Linked DNA regions of Mus musculus: region 2 is linked to region 1. Evidence: chromatin contacts called from public promoter capture Hi-C data. All regions are on one chromosome and are shown on one strand. The core of a region is the stretch at or near the end of the contact, and the rest is flanking DNA. Distances in the headings are between cores, read along the strand shown.

Region 1 (7,235 bases), core at 2,643-5,142:
GAGGCCAAAACTGGTGCCAGGCTGACATGTCTTACTGTGTGGTTAGACAGAGCAGCAAATGGAATGGCGAGCCTTCCTCCAGCAGCAGAGCCCTGCCCTGGTGAGTTACGTTGATTGTTTAAAGACGGAGCAGGCTGTTGTTGAAGAGTCCAGATAGCGTCATTTGAGGGGAAGAAACAGGCCTTAATGCATTGTCTCATGTTTTAGACCAACCTAAGACAATCGAAAAGGAATCTGGTGACACAGTTCAGGAAGAAACATCAGAACCTAACTCGGAGAAATCTGATGTAAGTGGTGACAGCAAGCAGCCAACAAAAGGAAATAGCCCAGTGACAGCCAAGAAGAGGAAAATGGCAACCATGTCGGAAAAGAAGAGAAAGAAGAAAATGTAACTCACGTGGCAAATCCCAGATTTCTCCTCCCTATCTGAATGTCCTTTTGACGGAATTCTCCATGTCCCTGTGAGAAGAAAATATCTCCTTCCGTAGAAAATGTGCAGCTTAAGAAAAAGAACCGCTCTTTAGGTGGTGCTTTGTTTTGTTAAATGATAAACGTTATTTTGGCAGATGGCATTTTATTATAGATTGTAATATATAGTGATTGTTTACTTTAGCTGTTCAGAGCAAGTAAAGATCTGAAAATTGTATTTGAAATAATACAGAGCTTAATTACATTTATTTGGCGGTGCTTGGGATGAAGTCCAGACAGAGCCTCGCATGTGAGCTTTCTCTTTGCCCCCTGATCAGTCCCTTGGCCTCTGGCCCTGCTGCCTCCACACACCTGTTAGGAAGTCTTTACCAGAAGTGGATGAAAGGGATTTTCCAGACAATCTGCTTCTAAGCCGCGGGTAACAAGCAAATCTAAGGGCAAGAAGACAACACTTCTCATAATTTGTTGTCTTTCAGAGCATCAGTAGTCTCAGCTCACTTCCTTGTTGCTGTGTTGGCTCAGTGTCACCATAACCATTTGCTTCAGACTGGTGTTGGATAAAGGTGTGTCAGTGTGTGATGGTCTTAGAACAAGCCTAGCACACTGCGGGTACTTAATGACCATGACCCGTGTCTTAGGGTTTTTATTCCTGCACAGATATCATGACCAAGAAGCAAGTTGGGGAGTGTACTGGCTAGTTTTGTGTCAACTTGACACAGCTGGGGTTATCACAGAGAAAGGAGCTTCCGTTGAGGAAATGCCTCCATGAGATCCAACTGTAAGGCATTTCCTCAATTAGTGATCAAGGGTGGGAGGGCCCCTTGTGGGTGGGACCATCTCTGGGCTGGTAGTGTTGGGTTCTATAAGAAAGCAGGCTGAGCAAGCCAGGGGAAGCAAGCCAGTAAGGAACATCCCTCCATGGTCTCTGCATCAGCTCCTGCTTTCTGAACTGCTTGAGTTCCAGTCCTAACTTCCTTGGTGATGAACAGCAGTATGGAAGTGTAAGCTGAATAAACCCTTTCCTCCCCAACTTGCTTCTTGGTCATGATGTTTGTGCAGGAATAGAAACCCTAAGACAGGGAAGAAAGGGTTTATTCAGCTTACACTTCCACACTGCTCTTCACCACCAAAGGAGGTCAGGACTGAAACTCAAGTCAGGAAGCAGGAGCTGATGCAGAGGCTGATGCAGAGGCCATGGAGGGATGTTTCTTACTGGCTTGCTTCCCCTGGCTCGATCAGCTTGCTTTCATTATAGAACCAGCCCAGGGATGGCACCACCCACAATGGGCCCTCACCCCTTGATCACTAACTGAGAAAATGCCTTACAGCTGGATCTCATGGAGGCATTTCCTCAAGGGAGGCTCCTTTCTCTGTGATAACTCCAGCTTGACAGTTGACAAAACCAGCCAGTACAGCCTGTAACATGACACACTGTCATCATAGTAAGGGCATATTTTGTCAAGTGTTGGTACACACCTAATACTTAGGAAGCAAACAGGCAGATCTCTGAGTTCAAAGCCAGCTTGGTCTACAGAGGAAGTTCCAGGATAGAGCTATAAACATATATACATAAAAAATAACACCTTCAATAGATGTCAATTGCCTGAATGTCTTGAGATATCAAAAGATGGGAAATCCCAAGGGCATAGTGTGAGTAGAAGTCAAAAGAAGATTAAAGTCCATGGGCCCGTACGATGGCTTGGTGGCTGGTTGAGTGTACTTACCACGGAGCCCAAAGACCTGAGTTCAGTTTCTGAAGCCCACAGTTGTGGAAGGAAAAAAATTGTCTCCCCACAACTTGTTTTCTGGCCTCCACATTTGTACCACCACACATGTGCCCCCTCTCACATCCCCACATACACACAAAGTCATCTATGATAGAGTTTGTTTGTTTGTTTTTTTTTTTATAAAACATAACTTGGCTTTGGGAGGAGTTGTATGTAAACAATGTTTTAATTGAGCACGTGAGGCATCCTTGTAATCCTGGCATTCAGGAGGTAGAAGGAGTTCCGAGAATTAGAATTGAGGCAGTTTCTGACCACCCGAGAGCTTGTGTAAAGAAAACAAAATGTTAGAAGAAAACATGGGCTTCAATGATACAGTTAGCTGGAATCTCCTGGTTGTCCAAGCTTTTGTAACAATTCTATGTGGTTTGATTGCAACTTGGAGCCTTGACCTTTCCCTAGTGCCTACAGGAGTGAGTTGTATCTTCTACCTAGTCCTAGTTTATTTCCGGGATCCTTCTGTTGGCAGGCATCTAGGAATCTTGGTGCAGCCGGCCACTGTTATACCCACAGTGGCAAAGAGTTAACGGTCTCCTGAGAAGTGCACAGACAGAAGTGTATGAGGCTGGCATAACTAGGAATCCAGATAGCATGTGCCTGGAGCCTCAGTAACCCAGGAGGCTCCCGAGAGAGGATCACTTGAGCCCAGCAGTTCCAGGCCAGCCTGGGCAAAACAGAGTAGTTAAATAGTCCAAGATGCTGTATTTGCAGACACCAAAATTACGTGAGACGTTCAAGTATGATATACAGGAGACAAAACATTCACAGTCCATGACTAGGGCCATCACACGCAAGCCCCGGATTAAGTCCTTGACTACGTGTGTCCTCTACAGCAAGACCCTCAGTGCTCTTAAGGGCCAATACGTACAGTGCTTCTCTGATAGAGCGTGTGGGATTCAGTTCCGCACTACTATCTGCGCCAGGTTGCCGCCATCTTCATGAGGGTCAGCTGTGCCTGCTTGCAAAAGATGGTCCCAGCTGGGCTTGTTGACTGTTTGCCTGACTGTTCACCTTCATTTAGAAAAGGAGTGGAGAGGGTCGTGGGGCCCCTCACCTATATCCCGTTACCCCTTCCACCCAGTTTCATGCATTCTGACCTAGTTGCATGTGACTTGAGGAAGGGCTAGAGTTTATAGGTGGACAGGGACTAGGAAACGGGGCTCTGCACAGCCATAAGTAAGCCATCATTCTCGCTGGGTATAGGTTTTCCAGCATGACTTGTCCCTTCTGCCTGAAACTCCTCAGTCATGCTTTGTAAGGAACTTTAATAAACTCATTGGTTCCTCGGGGTGAACTTTGATTTGTAATTGAGACCTTCTGAGGAGTAAATACTTAGGCTCTCCCAGGGCAAAAATTTCTTAAAAATAGATTGGTTCACTGTTTAAATGTCTATACTTAAGATCTATACTGGGCACATGGCAGTACATAAACACTTTGAGTTGCTTTGACTTGTGGCTGATATGCCTCTTCTACCAGCCTGGTACCCTTTCCTGATGGCTTTTATTAATCCCATTATCCTTGTATCAAACTGGCTCACCCTCGGAGTACGGACCCCAAACTCAGCAGCCAAACCTGGTGCTCCTCCACCCCACTACTCCCAAGCCGGAACCAAGCCCCGCCCCATCACCCGAAGACCGCCTAGGATGATGCCCAGCCAATCACCTCAGGTTCCTCCCGGCTATCCAGGTCCCGCCCCTCCCGCTAGGACGCAGCGCACGCTGTGACGTCTGCACACCCGGCTCCTGACCTCGGCTTCTCGCTGTCTGCTCGCGCCCTCGTCCTACAGCACAGGCCTCCCGGCTCCGGCTCCGGCTCCAGTGTTGGTTGGGTGTGTTCTTACTTTGCCGACTCTATCACCAGGGGAATCGTTCCGTGCACACTCTGCTGAGCTCGCTTCCCCGGCCCGCTTCCCGCCTCTCTAAAATGTTCTCTAACTGCGGTTCCGGGAGTGGAAACCTAAACGCGCGTGCGCTGCTTCCGCGCCACGGAGGGCTTTTCCGTAAGAGAGCAGGAGTCACTTTGTAGGGTTGTAGCGCGTCTAAGTGCAGTTGCGACTAGGGTTCCGAGCATTTTCTGGTCCCTTGCTCCAGCCTAATAGGAGCCGAGGGTTGGGTGCAAGGGTTTCTAAAAGTTTGCAAACTGAGTATGGAGGACGTTGGAGAGAAAGCAGCATTTACCCTGCTTCTCGGAGACGCTAAGAAGAATGGAGGTACAGGCCATTTGTTTTCTGATTTAGCAATCAACTAACTGATGAGACAGTCAGCTGCTCCAGAGCTGCTCCGTGACTCCTGCTCGTTTCGGTGGGCCTGTGCTATAGTAGAGGCTGTGGTAAAAATATTTGGTGTCTCTACAACACTTAATATTCACAGAGGTGTTTTACTTGTTATCCAGTTACCTTCACTGGACAGCAGAGCTAGGGCGACTAGTGACTGTGTGTGTCCAGGCGGCAGTTGCAATCACACCCAGAGCTGTACCTTGAACTCATTTCTTCCTGATTGCTAGAGGTCAGCGTGTCTCTTGACTGCTCTGACCTCTCCTCCACAGGTGCAGGCCTGGTGTGGTCTCCAAAGCGACTGAACAATGCAGAAAGACAGTGGCCCATTGTAAGTGCCCTGTGCATCGGAGTAGAATCACTGGGAGCCTCTAAAACCAGAGCACATGACGGGAACCTCCAGCTTGGCACTGCCCACCAGGCAGCGTAGGTTGTGACATGATCCTTGAACTAGCGGCCTGGGACATGGACTTGAATCCAGTTCTGCCACTGGCTAGTTCTTTCACCGAGCCTGCCACCTGGCCTATCTTTCTTTCTGATTGGGCACTGGCAGAATTTGCTGGAAACGACAATCCTTTTGTCCCTGAGGATGATTTAAGCAATTACATTTACTTCTTTGTGTGGATGCATTCGTGCCATGTTGAGTTTGTAGGTGTCAGAGGACAATTTTCAGGAGTTGCGGGAGTTGATCTTCTGCTATGTGGACCATTGTAATGTAACCAAACTCAGGTTGCCAGCCTCCGGGAGCCGGGGGTGGGGGGCGCATCGCCACCAAGGCCAAGTTCCCGCAGGCCCCATCCAGTGATTTTGTGTGTTGTATTTTATACTCGGTTGACACTGGCTTCTCCCTTTGGCCTTTTCAGGATGCCTTTACATTATTTTGGTTTCGGCTATGCAGCCCTGGTTGCTACCGGTGGGATTATTGGCTATGCCAAAGCAGGTGAGCCTTTCTTGTTACTCTTAAAATTGTCACCTTAGTCCAGTGACATGTGGGTCCCCAGAGCCCTTGACACCTAATATGGCTTGACTCAAGTTTGCTTTAGGCCCTGAGTACACCCTGCATTGGCCTCTGATTATCTGGCTGAGTGGAGCCAGGCGTTTTTTTTTTTTTTTTTTTCCCCTCTTTACATACAGATAGGCAGGGGTATTAGTGGGTGGGTGTTATCGACCATTGCCATACACCGCGTTGTCTCTCAGCTCCTCAAGGAGGAAATCTCTTGTCTCTGCTCACTCTGTATCATCTGTTTAAAACAGGCTCAAGCCAGGGTCATCTAAGTCAGACAAGCACTGTACTGAGCCACACCTCCTAAAGGAGAGAGAGGGCTGGGGTGATAAGACCCTGACTTCTATGGTAGACACCAAGATTCTCCTATGCTGGGAACACTGGCTGTAAGCCTCGTAAAGACAGCCTCTCTCTGACAGCTTTCCTCTGCAGGGGAGGGGAGTCTTGCATGTTCTTTATGTGACGTTGTAACATCACAACATGGATGCATGCCTGCTTTCTTCTCCCCAGGTAGTGTGCCGTCCCTGGCTGCTGGACTCTTCTTCGGGGGCCTGGCAGGCCTGGGGGCCTACCAGCTGTCTCAGGATCCCAGGAATGTGTGGGTTTTCCTAGGTAGGTTTGCCTCAGGTGCTGCCTCTGTGTTCTGCTTGCCCCTGAGACTCTGGTGGGCGTGTGTGGCAGGTTCTCTTCTCTGCTTTTCAGCTGCGTCTGCCAAGCAGAGGGTGGGTTTCATCACGGAGAACCCCGGGTTGTTTCTGTTCTGTATACTGAATACAGGAAGGTTTCACGCAACATGGGTGTAATGTTCTCAGTGAGACTTGTTTTCAAGTGGACGAGACTGTGTGTTAACTACTGAGGTTCCAGACTAAAGACGGCCTGCTTGGAACTTAGAGAGAAGTCTCACACATCCCACGAAGCCTGAGCTCATGTAGCCTTTTCCCCAGGTGGACATCTCTTTCCTAGGCAGTTAATTGTGTAAGACACAGGCAGACCTTGCCTTCGGGAGGCATTTAAGCTCAGTGGTCAGTCAGGTCATGGGACTCTGGAACTGTAGATAAAGTGCCCCAGGTGTAGCCCATGCTGGAAGGGAAAAAAGATGACTTCTTATCATGGTGTTTTCTGACACAGTTTTCTTGGTCTCCACCCAAGTGCTAGCCATTGCCAGGGGTGTGGTACCTCTGTGCCTTTCACTCGAACAGAACAGTGTAAGGACACATGCAAAGCTAACCCTCCTAAAAGTCACCGACCGTGTCACAGAGTAGGCTCTGCACACCAGCAGTGGGGTAGGGAGGGAGGTCAGCTGTGGGCAGTCTGAGGAAAGAGGATGCACTGGGTTCCTGGTTCTTCCGAACAGCTTCCTCATTGTGCTCTAGAACGGCTCCCACTCCACTTCTGCCTCTCTGATCCCAGCATTCTGCTCTCTTCAAGAGATTCCATGGGTACTTGATCAAAACAGACAGACAGACAGACAGACAGACAGACAGACCAGCAGCCACTCCGTTGTCTCCCTTACAGACTGAAGCTTCCAGACCAGCTCCTCTCCCTTTTCTCCCCTCTACCAGGGCGTTGACTCCCGACTGTGAACTGTCTCCGGCCTATCGTTTATCTGTATTCCCGTGTAGTGTCTCCACACATGAAGTTCACATGTGTCTTAGTCAGGGTTTCTATTCCTGCACAAACATCATGACCAAGAAGCAAGTTGGGGAGGAAAGGGTTTATTCAGCTTACACTTCCATACTGCTGTTCA
Region 2 (7,390 bases), core at 293-2,792, 610 kb after region 1:
TGCCTATAGCTCTCCATCTGGTGTGGGGGCCTTGTAAGATTTCCCCATTCACTTTGGCATGCTAACTGATAGCTGGCTTTCTTGCTGTTTACTTACTTTTCTTTAATGTGTGTGAGTATTTTGCCTACATATATGTATGTGCACCAGGTGCCCATGGATGCCAGAAAGGGGCATGGATCCCCTGAACTTGTATTACAGACAGTCTTGAGCTACCATGCTGGGTGCTAGGAAGAGAACTTGAGATAGCTGGGCCATCTCTCTAGTCCCCAGTTAGATTTCTTATGTAGTCTAGGAATGACTGTGCCCACTCAAAGCAATTATCAATCCAGATAGTCTCTCACAGACAAGGCCACAGAGCACTGTGATCTGAGCAGCACGTCAAGTGAGGGTCCTAAACCTAACCAGCTCAGATACCCACCAAGGAATGGCATTGGCTCATATGGTAGTTCTGTTCTTAGGGTTTTTGAGGAACTACCATACTGTTTTTCATGGTAATTGCATGGTTACAAATTTCCACTATAACGTTTGGGAAAATAGCCCTTACTTTTAAAAAGTGTCCTCTCATAATGACTTGACAGAAAGTCCGAGTAGCACAAACGGCAGAAGAGACCCTTCCTCATAGAGTGTTTGCATACCAAAGAGGACCCTCTCAGGGGAGGCTAAACATGCTGGTTGGCTTTTCAGTTAGAAGCAAACTTTCCTGAACTGGTTCACATGAAGCAGGTGCTAAGTAGGGAGAAACTGGGATGTTGTCTTCTGTATGAGGATAGTAATATGATAGACCTCGGAAGTTGCTGAAACACAGTCTTGGTGGCCTCTTGTCATTGGTGGATTTCTTTCTTTCTTTCTGTTCTGTGGCCTGCACTGTGTGGTGAAGGAAACAGGTTTAATTTCAGTTACCCAGAGATGGAGAACAGTGAGTGCATTCCAATCAAAATCTCCCAGAGAAAGGGACTGTTCAGCCCCACACAGAGCAGCTGCTGCCTCTTGGATGTGGCCAGGGAGATGGAGTTATACCAGTACCGAGCATCAGTCTCTAGGGGAAGTGTGTGGATAGTGAGAAGCAACAGAGGCCTGGAAGAAAGGAAATGAAGGCTGGAGAGGCATAAGGGGGTGTGCTCCGTCCCTGTGGTGTGTTAAGTCAGCAGTGAACAGTCCATTGGGAACATGTTGAAGACAGCATAAAGCACAGTGAAAGTCCTGGGTAAATTATTACAGTTACAGGAGGCAAGCTGATGGATTGCTTTCTAAATGGGATGTGGAGAGGAAGCGACAACATGGCCTTCACCTTTTGAGATCATGGAGCTATTCTTCCATTAAGCCTTAATTAGCTTTAATAATAGTCCCTGACTCCCTTTCTCCTGTGGATCAGATAGCAGGTGAGGCCTTTTATGCACTCTCTCTTGTTCAGGGTTCTCCCCAGCCATGGGTACTCACTGCTTGCTGGCTGAGTCTTCCGAACTACACTTCTGCAGCAGGACTAACACTGTTCTTTCCCTTTCAGAGATGTGGTACTGGATCTTCCTCTGGGCTCTCTTCTCCTCTCTGTTTGTCCACGGTGCTGCAGGCGTGCTGATGTTTGTGATGCTGCAGAGGCACAGGCAGGGGAGAGTGATCTCCATCATTGCTGTCAGCATCGGGTTTCTGGCTTCTGTAACTGGAGCAATGATTACTAGTAAGTTGACTTATTTTGTTTAAAGATATAATTTTATATGCAAATACTGCTTTGGTAAGTGCTGTTGTTATTGTAAAAGAAACACTATTTTTCATGTAGACTGGTCCTCAGCACTTACAGCCTAGAAGGCAAAGGTGAGTTGATTTACTCACCGGACAGATAACGCATGTAACTATGTGCGTTTGCTCTGCGTGGATTTGTGAGAAATGGCATTGGCAAGGGGCATGGCTGATTCAGTCTGAAAGTGCTTTATAGCAAAAGAAGTCTCTGCTTTAAATATGCCTCCTGTCTATTAAGGAAAGAAGATAGACACTGAAGATCGAGCCTTTGAGTCTGTGGGCTCATCTGCCTGTGACAACAACCACTTATGATTTCTCTGCTTCAGGAAATGTACAGTTTTCTGCTGAGCTGTCTTGTGGATTTCCTTAGCCTGTCACCTGTTTTGTTCTCCTGACAGTGAACTTGTCCCTGCTCCTCGCTGTACTTCAGAGTTAGTTCTGGTTTCTGGGCTGCTGCTGGAGCAGAACCCCGTTGCATCCGGAAGCCCCTCAGCTGCTTTCTTACCGGGTTGTGCTTATGGCTGCTGACTTAGGTCCCTGCTGCTTTTGAGCCATAGACACACAGGGCAGGCATTCCCCTTGGCTGTCTTCTACACTGTGGGCCCTAACCACTGCACTGCACTGTTTGGGGCTCTCCACAGGGACTTCTTTCTTTCACTTGATTCTGGCCACAGAATATGAGGAAAGCCTTACTTATATAGTACCGGCCAGGCGCAGGTCTAGCTCCTGGGGTTCTCAGAGAGTCATGAAGAAGAGACTGGAGTAAGTGCTAATCTTGAAAGATTAGTCAAGAAGTCTGGAGATTTTTCTGCAGGCCACAGAAAACAAGTAGATATTTTTATTTTTCCCTTTTTAAAAGATTGCCTGCCTATCTGTATGTCTGTGAATTTTGTGCATGCAGTGCATACAGAGGCTAGAAGAGGATTGCGAGCCACTGTACTGGAGTTACAGCTGGTTGTTAGTTGTCACATAGGTACTGGGAACGGAACCATGTCTTCTGAAAGAGCAATATATGCTATACATGAACCTCTGTGGGTGGGCTTTGAGGTATACATGAACCTCTGTGGGTGGGCTTTGAGGTATACATGAACCTCTGTGGGTGGGCATTGAGGACATAAACTTCTGAGCATCTCTGGGCCACAGATGGGTGGGGGCGCTCTTCAGTCAGATTTTGTTTTATAACTTTATGGAGAGTATGAGAAGAAGCAAGAGAAAACTCTTAAAGGTAGGGCCTTCATTGCCACACCCACTAGTAAAGCTACCTAGACAGTTGTTCTGTTAGCTGGGTAGGTGGGGTGAAAGAAAAAAAGAAGGAAGGAAATGGGTAGAATCAAGAAGGGAAATAAAGAGGAAGGAAGAGGAGTTAAGAGCTATGAGTAGAATCTATACTGGATGAGGGGCTGGGCTAGGTGATAGCTATGTGCTGCTCACTATAGTGACATTCCAGGAGACAGGGACAGTCAGTGTGGGCTACTGTTGTGGTCTATGAGCTGGGGACACAGAGAAGCAGTTTGCTCAGATGTTATAAACACTAACCATGTGGATATGTCATTGTAAGATTTTGAAGGGTATGTGGGGAATTCTGCCTCCATTTATGTGAAATATGGCTATGTGCATGTAACCAACCCACTTCAGTTCCATGGCAAGTATAATAAATTAGTGATTCTTAAAACTGCAATGAAATGTTGAGAAATCCTTGAAAATGTGAGTCTGCCACAATTTCAGATAAAAATTTGGTTTTTATCTGAAACATACAGAAATGTTTTGTTAGTACTATTTCGACTTGCAAACATGAATTAAAAAATAACTAGAATATTTAGCTGTATGTCTTCTCTTTCTCTTTATTTAAAAAAACTTTTTTCCATTTTTCTTCTATGCATATGGGTGCTTTCCCTGCACGCATATCTGTGTGCCACATTCATGCAGTGTTGTCAGAGAGATGCTAGAAGAGAGCATCCCATCCCCTGGAACTGGATTGACAGGTGGTTGTGAGCCACCGTGTAGGTGCTGAGGAGCAAACCCAGGTGCCCTAGAGGAGTACTCAGTGCTTTTAACCACTGAGCTATCGCTGCAGCCCCTGTATGTCTTTTGTTAATGTAGCTTATTGGTGGCTTATATAGCTCTACATTGAATCCAGCAGTTGCTAAATAGCCTTATCAGTATGATGCTGATGGGATGTATATTGGCACATATCCATTATGTTGTTACTTAGATTTTGTTTCCAAGAACAAGTGATGTGTCATTTGGGTATATAGTATTTGTTCTTCTCATTTTGGTTTATATTGATACTGCCTAGTTTGATTTAAACAGAAAGGGGGTGGGTTGGAATGGTGCTAGGGAGGTAACTCAGTGTGAGTACTTGCTGTGTAAATGTGAGGACCTGAGTTGGTGCCCCAGCTCCCATGCAATACCCTGGGTATGGCCATGCAAACCTTTAGTCCCATGGGAGTCAAGGTTTTAGGATAGCCTAGCTGCCGAGTGGTGAGCTTCCATTTCATTGAGGCTCGATGTCTCAGGGGTAAGGTAGAGAGGACACCCAGGACCAGGGCGCCTAGCACCCTTCTTTCACCGCAACATATGAGCGCATGCAGCCTGTTCCCTGTTACATACATTAGGAGCTTCTTTGTGATGTGTGTGTGTGTGTCTGTGTGTGTGTCTGTGTGCATGTTTGAGACAGGATTTTTCTTTGTAGCCCTGGTTGTCCTGAATCACTCTCTGTAGACCAGGCTAGCCTGGAACTCAAAGATTTGCCTGTCTTTGCTTCGGCCTCTTGGGTACTGGGATCAAAGGTGTGTGTTACCACACCTTGTTACAAATAAAGTTTTAAAAAAGAAAAAAAATGGGTTTATTTCTGTATTGTGCCCTATTTTAGTTGTCTAATCTTTTATAAGTATTATCTAAAGATATAGAGCGACAGCTTTTGGTTGATTTAATTTGCATTTCTCTGTGTACTGGTGAGTCTCAGCGTCTCTTTCTGCACTCGCTGTTGACAAAGCTTTCCCCTCTGCACATTGCTTGATTCTCTGTGCTCTTCTTTGGCTGCCCTGGCTCCTCCTTACTGCCTTACAGACACTCCTCACGTGCCTTACAGATGCTTCACTCCTCACGTACTTACACTGAGGGCCTGGTTTGGGTTTTGCAAACCATTTTTCTCAGGTTCTTATCGGTTCTCTTCATGTAGTGAGTTTATTCAGTAGAAATGTTTAAATAACAATGTAATATAGCTTACAGGTTGGTTGGTTTGTTTGTTTGTTTCCTACTTAGGGTTTATAATTTGGGGCATTAAGAAATTTTGTCTCGGGCCTGGAGAGATGGCTCAGTGATTAAGAGCACCAACTGTTCTTCCAGAGGTCTTCAATTCCTAGCACCCACATGGTGGCTCACAGCCATCTCTAATGGGATCTGGTGCCCTTTCCTGATATATCTGAAGACAGCTATGGTGTACTCATATACATACAATAAATCTTTAAAAAAAGAAAGAAATTTTGTCTCATACCAGAATAAAAATAATAAATATTCTTCTCTGATATAAATATATATATATATGTGTGTGTATATGTGTGTGTGTGTGTGTGTATATATATCTCCTTTATTTTAGACCTTTACCTATTATAGTAAAGTGTTTAATTCATTTAGAGTAGGATATTGCTGTGAAGAGACACCATGACCAAGGCAACTCCTATAAAGACAACATTTAATTGTGGCTGGCTTGCATGTTCAGAGGTTCAGTTGGAAGCATGGTGCCATTCAGGCAGACATGGCACTGGAGGAGCCTAGAGTTCTACATCTTAATCCAAAGACAGCAGGAGGAGACTGTCTTCTTCAAGTACCTAGGAAGAGACTGGAATTCCACACTGGGCAGAGCTTAAGCATAGGAGACCTCACCCCCCACCCCCCACCCCATCACACACACAGTGACCTGCTTCTTCCTACAGAGCCTTACATATTTGAACAAGGCTACATGTCTTAATAGTGTCATTCCCTATGGGCCAAGCATTCAAACACACGAGTCTGTGAAGGCCAGGCCTTTTCAAACCACCACAAAGAATCAGGAGCAGTGTTCTTAAAGGAACAAATGGTAAATGTTTTAGACTCCGGAAGCAGTGATCTCTGTTAAGCCTGCTGTTGTAGCACCAAGCATAGATGTAGGAAATGAATGGATACCACTTGTTCCAAAGAAAACTATACACAGAAACAGGCATGTGGTAGTCGACTGTCACTCATTCCTGGCCTAAGTCTACCTTTATTGTCGGTGTTAGTTGCCTTCTTATTTGCTGTATTCTCAACATCCATGGCTACGTCTCTTGGCTCTTGTGATTGGTTCATCTTCTGTTTCTATTTTCTCAGTAGGGCCTTAGTTCTTAGACCTCTGTGGTTTTGTAGTGTATCATGGAGGTGCTTTGGTCTAGTGAGTGTGTCCTAGGTAATTCAGAGTTAGGGTAGCCATCTGTTCATGGTCTGTTCTTTCATATGGATTTCAGAGTTTATCTACTGAATCCCCCCACCCCTCGCCAAGCATGAGTGTGGTGCTGTTAGAACCCACTTGGGAAGCTCTGGGATGTTTGGGGGTGTGACGTGACGTGTCCACTTAAGGAACCCATCCTCCCTCTCATTAGAGAGAAAGCTGCTTCCTCAGTAGGAGTCGTGTGCTTTGCACACCTCCTGAACACTGATGTGCATGGTAGTTCTTGGTCACACTTTGGTTGTACTGGTGTGAGGAAATCGTGTGCCTCTTGGGTAGTTGTGTTTAGGAAGAATTCACAGAGGCCTGGTGCAGTGAAGAGGTGAGTGGACTGCGGACAAGCTAAGCATTAAGTCAGGTACAGACTGGGACTGAAGAAACAACTGAAGTGTAGTCAAAGATAGAGAATCTAAAATGTAACATTTATTCAACAGTTACATGCTACTAAGTGTAAAATGTCAAAATGAACTTAAGGAGGAATACTAATGGAACAGTATCTTTAAATCACTGAAGTGCTGAAGCCACACACACACCCCCCACGCCCAATCTCCAGGCCCAAATACAGTATTTGGAGCATCCCTACCAGAATTTTAAGGAACATTTACCCTCCCTCCTTTTTAATCCAAATTATTGCAGAAAATAGAGTAAAATTTGTATGATTTTTGCTGAGACTGGTCTGGCCATGTCAGGAAAGACAAAAAGGGGTAAAGGCAGCATGGGCTCCAGGAATACTGCCCCTGGGTGCAGAGGTTACTTGCTGACATCTAGGGCTTTGCTGTTGGTTTTTAAATTTTATATATTTGTATATAGGCATTTTACCTGCGTGTATGTCTATGTACCACTTATGTGTCTGGTGCCCATGGAGGCCAAACAGGGCATTGGATCCCTTGGAGTTAACGGATAGCCATGGGCTACCATATGGTTGCTAGAAATTGAACCCAGGTCCCTTGAGAAAGCAGTGGTTGCTGTGAACACCGAGCCATCTCACCAACCCATGTTTGCTTGAGAACTCACTGAGAACCACCTGCCTCTGCTGAGAGAGAGAGAGAGAGAAAGAGAGAGAGAGAGAAAGAGAGCGAGCGGTGGTTGAGGGTGCTGTTGCACCTGGCCCTCTGCCTTTTCTTCTCTCCTACTTTTCCTTTATTGCCTCTCCCCTCCTCTCCTCTTTTCTCCTGCCCACCCTCCTTTCCTTCT

Evidence for each region. Promoter capture Hi-C pulls out the DNA fragments that hold promoters and counts their contacts.
Region 2: a promoter capture Hi-C map of neutrophils shows a contact between it and region 1, with 4 times the contacts expected there. The contact joins the enhancer-like site here to the promoter of Tmem14c in region 1. A contact is called at or near these places in 15 of 39 promoter capture datasets (the 3T3-L1 cell line, 3T3-L1-derived adipocytes, the C10 cell line and 10 more), 1 of 484 Hi-C or Micro-C datasets (the N1E-115 cell line), 5 of 115 datasets of contacts at active chromatin or transcription factors (the 230-238 cell line, the SCID.adh cell line, embryonic stem cells and 2 more) and 1 of 9 other capture datasets (liver).

What each region holds. Positions count from the first base shown.
Region 1 is chr13:41,012,358-41,019,592 of GRCm38.p6, forward strand. Tmem14c (transmembrane protein 14C) reads left to right here and starts at 3,893. Exons shown (of 6, transcript NM_025387.3): 1 at 3,893-4,041; 2 at 4,758-4,816; 3 at 5,349-5,425; 4 at 5,999-6,100. The coding sequence starts at 4,794. Pak1ip1 (PAK1 interacting protein 1) reads left to right here. Exons shown (of 10, transcript NM_026550.3): 9 at 1-100; 10 at 208-676. The coding sequence ends at 392.
Region 2 is chr13:41,626,474-41,633,863 of GRCm38.p6, forward strand. It overlaps Tmem170b (transmembrane protein 170B), which reads left to right. Exons shown (of 3, transcript NM_001163572.2): 2 at 1,505-1,675. Among named protein-coding and RNA genes, the nearest start is that of Gm5082, 19 kb to the right of the region's middle. Within about 2 kb of position 1,543, at least 37 of the 459 cell types and tissues checked have an H3K27ac peak or open chromatin away from gene starts, as enhancers often do. A contact at or near this core is called in hippocampal neurons and pre-B cells, where this site is marked.